Linked DNA regions of Bombyx mori: region 2 is linked to region 1. Evidence: chromatin contacts called from public Hi-C data. All regions are on one chromosome and are shown on one strand. Each heading gives the region's core, a stretch centred on a gene start, on an enhancer-like site or on the middle of the called end of the contact. The rest is flanking DNA. Distances are from core to core; before and after follow the strand shown.

Evidence for each region. A called contact is a pair of places that touch in the nucleus more often than the background predicts.
Region 2: a Hi-C map of posterior silk gland shows a contact between it and region 1, with 1.9 times the contacts expected there. The contact joins the enhancer-like site here to the promoter of LOC692927 in region 1. A contact is called at or near these places in 7 of 7 Hi-C or Micro-C datasets (middle silk gland, midgut, posterior silk gland and 2 more).

The regions. Positions count from the first base shown.
Region 1 is chr23:643,932-646,733 of ASM3026992v2, forward strand. It overlaps LOC692927 (calmodulin), which reads left to right and starts at 1,278. Exons shown (of 4, transcript NM_001046769.1): 1 at 1,278-1,359. The coding sequence starts at 1,357.
Region 2 is chr23:678,983-681,682 of ASM3026992v2, forward strand. LOC692927 (calmodulin) reads left to right here. Exons shown (of 4, transcript NM_001046769.1): 3 at 1-28; 4 at 1,816-2,143. The coding sequence ends at 1,844. Among protein-coding and RNA genes, the nearest start is that of LOC110384731, 17 kb to the right of the region's middle. Within about 2 kb of position 1,364, at least 6 of the 8 cell types and tissues checked have open chromatin away from gene starts, as enhancers often do.

The sequences.
Region 1 (2,802 bases), core at 28-2,527:
GTTTAATAAAATTGACAATTAATTTTTTCTCTTAAAATGAGTTAAAATTTTTAATATTATAATATTATAACTTTAAAACCATCTAATCTGAAAGGATGAAATGAACATTATTTAAATATAAGGTTTTACAGTACAGAATTCGTGATTGCCCCTTTAGCTACAAAAAATCTTTTTATGGAAATGATAAATTAAAGTTATAATCTGCATGCCTTTCATTACATTCATTTTCGTTTCTATAATATCTTCTACAATGTAATAAGAATCTCTTTGTGACTAGTACTAATCTTACGGGGTTCTTACAATGAATGCTTCATAAATATTTCCGACGTGTGTTTTTAATTACATCTCATTGCACACATTGTAAATAAAAATCCTCAAATAACAGTGTCAAGCTAGGTTTTTCTTGTATTATGTATACTGGAAATATATACACGAGACGAGAACAAATATACCTAGAGCCCCAGATGCTAAAAATATTTAAGATACTAAATCGAACCTGAAGCCTTTGTTTGATTTTTCAGGGTCAATAAACACGTAAACAATAAAGCGATCATAAACAATCTACAAGTTCATATTTTTAGTCTGCTTTTACGTATCTTTAAATAAAAGAGATTACTTTGGTAGGTACTATCATAATTCAATTGTCTATATTAATTGGTAGGAAATTATGGTAATTGTTTTTTTGTTTTTTAATTTTTTATTATTTCCGGCATTCCGATTGTGTGCGAATCATACGGAAGATGATATTGCGACAAGATAGGGCAACGTTTACTTTCAGTAGGAATGCGTGTGTGGGGGCGCGGCGTCGGGAAGCCCGTGTTATCTCGTTAGCGGCGCCTGCGGGCGGCACTGCGGCGCGGATCTGGGGCAGCGGCGCTCGGGAGCGGGCACGGGCGGGCGCCGCTCTCGCTGGCGTGGGGCTCGCGGCCGCAGTGACGCATTGCAGGTGCGCGGCGGCCAATCGGCGCGCGCCGGTTCGCGCTCTACGCCGCCGCACCCGCCCCTTATAAAACCGACTATCCTTTGCAGAGCAAATTTAATCCTGTGTTGTGCGTCCCGAAACATGGACTTGGACGTTCCGAGGATAATCATTGTGTAGACCGTTTCCGCCCTGCAGCTTGCGAAACTAACCTTCTCGTGAACGAAAGACGGATATGACAGTGCGACGAATCGAGTAGTCGATTCGGAACGATTCGCGGCCGAGCTCGATCCGAACCGCGATCCCGAGTTTCTCAGCGAGGCCACTCGCGCGAGTGAGGGCGGCAGTATCGTTTCAGCCGTCGGTCCGTGCGGTCGCTTTTGCGGCGTAGTCTGTGATTTTTTAGTGTAGCTCCAGATAATCCAAGTTAATCTACAATGGTGAGTGCTATTTCTATTGAAAGGTGTCGGGAGTGCCTTCAGAAGATCACGAGGAACAGTTTCCGGGTCGTATTTCGGAGAAGTTATGCATCGGTGTTTATAGTGATGACGGCCTCCATTATATTATTGTGATGGCCGTTTTTTTTACCGCATTGCGGATTCGAGAAGTATCAGAAGGCGTAACTGAAGCCTCACAGCGAGGCTTTCGAAATAGATAAACTTCAAAGCAGTGTTGAAAGCTTTAGATTTTGCGATATTTAAAAACGAGCCTATGCAGAAACAACGGTCGCCATAATCTAATAGGTGGTGCCGGTGAAATTACGTTCTTTAATTTGCAGTAGGCCGTTAATGTCGGTTGAAATGGCGCAGGGACGTCGTTGGAAAGAAAACAAATGGCTTTGTAGTTTGGGCATATTGTCGAAAGGCCGCGGCCGCTGTTATGAGGATCGATCGCCGGGCGCAACTGTCAAACGCTCGTTGACTCATCGTCATTATCTGATATTGTACCTACGTAAAACTCTTTTCGTTAGACCGTGTTGTTGTACATAACATATCATCTGCTGTGAAATTCCATAATGGTAACTAAACTTGTCGCTTTCATCGTCGTACGGTGCCACTTATAGTAACAATCATGTAAATAAGTTTTTGTTTATCAAACCAAAACTACAGCTGTAATTCTTTTTCTTTTTTTTTTCGAAAAAGTTTAACATGCTCTTGTTATATTTTAAAAGCTGAATTCTGGTGTCTTACACCAAAATTTCCTTTGCTTGAAGTTACAGAAATTAAGAATAAATCGACGCTTGAAAGGCAAACTTGACTAAGCGACTATAACTGCTTTGTACATAAATGATAAGCAATAACCATATTCAGTGCGCAACGAAAAATAAATTTGTAGGTCTATTAAAATCATTTCAATCATACAGCTAGATTCATTAAAATAAATTTTGTTTTCAGGTATTTCAACTTTAAATTAGTCTACTGTAAAGTTCACGCATTATCGCTTAGTCACGTTTGCCTTTCAAGCTTCGATATGAATACTTGAAATCACAAGGATCGGTGTAGTCCCTATTGCCTACAGTATTACAGTTTGTTCCTGACTAAATCCCTAGCCATTATTTTTTCTATTTTATTTCAGCGGAGAATACTCATACTCGTGTTTAAAAAAATTCATTGAAAGTTTTTTGCCAGTAAAATAATGGGGATTGGGTATGTGGGGTATAATGGTGATATTTTCCCTGCAGCCATTCAAAGTTTTTGTTATGATTTATTTATTGTTCTAAGTTCGCAGATCATGGCTATGAATGTATATAAATTCATACAGAAAGAATCTGCTTTTTAATCTTATTCTAATCTTTAACTATTTTTTTACATCCATTGTTCTAGTAATAACTGTGCTACTCAATAAAATGAAGTCATGAAATGTTAGCTTGAGTATAATAAATA
Region 2 (2,700 bases), core at 114-2,613, 35 kb after region 1:
GACGGCGACGGCCAGGTCAATTACGAAGGTGAGCTCTCCGCAGAGTAGTAGTAGTGTTCACGCTTCCAGTCTTGTACACCTGAGCAAAACCAGTGAATAGATGTGCCCTTTGTTCCTGCTTGTAGTGCATCCAAGTTTGGTGGTTCGCTAAGTGTGTTCCATCCGTTTATTGAAAAATGATTTCCGATTACGCGCTCCAGAATAGTGCGCTTTGAAATGGTTAATGGTTTTCGTTCGCATTATTTTACATTCATAAACCTGTCGAAATCGCCTATTTGTTAGTTTTGCTCTGCTTGTCTGTCATTTGTATGTGAATGAATGTACAGGCTGTGCTTTTTGAAGTGATTTTCACAGTAAATTTGAATACATTAATTAGTCGTGCAAACGTATAACTTTTGTTTGTACGAATGTCTAGTGTGATTTTCGCTTTGAACACAGCTTAACAAATATTTTGGGATCTTTGTTTTTATTCAAAAATGTCAGTAGTATCGGATCCCAAATTGTAAATGTGATTTGGGTCTTCGTTACGCTGTTATTGTAGCCATTATTGATGTGAAATAAACGTAATGAAGGCCCTGCCGGAAATGAAAAGATACAACTAGACGTGTTGTACTACGCAAGCACCTCTCGAAGTAAAGCGGGCGCGCAGTGAGGCTCGGTCCAGCATGTCGATAGACCCCACCGCACGAACTAACGCCAACCGTCGTGCTTGCCCGCCCCAATGCTCCGCCATTTATTTATAAACTGACTCGACATTATACTTCTCGTAAAATCATTTTTGCTCAGTAATCCCACGCGTCGTGTAGACTTGATTTACGAACACCATGTTCGCGTTGATCTCTTTGAAAGCGAGACGTTGATTAATTTATTGAGTTATTGTTTGAAAGCGGCGGTCGGGCGGTGCTCGAGGAGCCGCCCGCCCGGCCGCCGGCGCTTCGCATGTGCCGCCTGCGTCTGTCTGCATGCGTCTACTGCCGGCCAGAGTTGGTGGACCGTATCATCCGACCGAGCGTTCTCTCTCTTGCAGACTTCCATGCACTCGCCCAAATCATATTCGGTCGCGGCGAGGGCGGCCGCTAGCGCTCGCGCACCATCCGCAATCGTGATATTAGTACACTAGCATCACTAGCATCACTAGTGTCCATAAGAAAAGACTACGATAACGCTGTGATCTCGAAACGATTTCCTCTTGTAGTGTGTAGCGATCGGTGCGATTGTCGGACGGCGTGCGGCGAGTGCGGTGCGATTATAGGTATACCCCAGTCTTAATCTGAATGGTTTGCTGCTCGTCATTACATGTACCTGCCTTGGACACGTTAGCCGCTCCCCGCTCTCCGTCCCCCTCTCTCCGCCCCCTCTCTCTCTCTCTCTCTCGCTGTTCGTCGATCCTGTCTCGCGCGGGGCACGGTCGACTCTTTCCTATTGATTGGTGCATGCGTCTAATATTTGTATATAAGTTTTTCCAAGAGAAATACCACCTGGCGATATCGAGGGGCGCTTCCCGCCGCGTCGCGCTTACGTCAGAGGGTGGTATTTCCCACAGTCCCTTGTAGTGGCATGCCGAGGTAACGTTTATGTTCCGGTACGTTGTTAGCGCGCGCCGCGTCGGACTCACCGCCTCCGCTGATCTGTCCGATAGCTGTTATTAGTGCATCTCTATCACTGTCGGTTATTTTTTCGTTGTGTGTAATATTTTTGTGTTAACACTCTTATCTTAGCCACGTCACGTTATGCGAGGTGGGTCCGCGTGCGGCCGCGGCGCGTGATGATGCCCCAGGGCGACTTGTAATGCCTGCGTTCTGCTTCTGTTTTCAGAGTTCGTCACCATGATGACGTCGAAGTGAGCCGCCGGCTAGTGTGTGTGTAAAAAGCAGAGAATTTAAATATACATTTTGTTTCATGACACACAATATTAGCATCGTATTGGACCTGCATTTCTCTAGTGTTTGCGATAAATTAAATACTGTCATCGTTTCAGTTAGGAAGTTCGCGCGGCGGCGCGGGCGGCCCCTCGCCCCCCGCCCCGCCCCCTCTTTTTATTTAGATTTAAAGTATTCCGTTAATTTAACTATGTAAGAGAAGTTTAACTGTAGCGGTACAAAGGGAAGACGTCCGGTGTGCGTCGCAATGTGATGGTATAAGTGTCGGGCTCGTGTCGGCTCCTAACTTATATTTGTGTATATGTGTGCGTGCGTGCCTCTGTGCGCGGCGCCCGCACCTTCCGATGCATACACTATATATATTTATAAAGTACGTGAGAAAAAAAATCATTGGAAAATCCCAAAAAAATGTGTATTCTGTGTCCGCAAGTAGCCAGCCCGAGGCGACGCCTCGCTCGCTCGCTCCGTGTACATTCATTAATGTAATAAATGTTTAAAAAAATTTAACTAACTCGGTTAAACGAATAAATTAGATTTATCGATACTGCATTGTAATTGTATTTGTGTAAATGACTTAATAAAATATTATTATATTTCTATTGTTGGTAAAAACTTAATTCTATCGAAATGGAAAGTAAATCCGCTCTGTTATTATCTTACCACGTTTGATTCATTCTGTTATAAAATTTTACAAAAGACATACTGAAAATAAATGTTTCTTCATTTTTAGGTCAATAAGGATCGGTGTTTCATTTCACGGAACCTCCACCCCACCCCCTTCTTCACTTTTATTTAATGTCACCTATTGTGTCTGTGCACC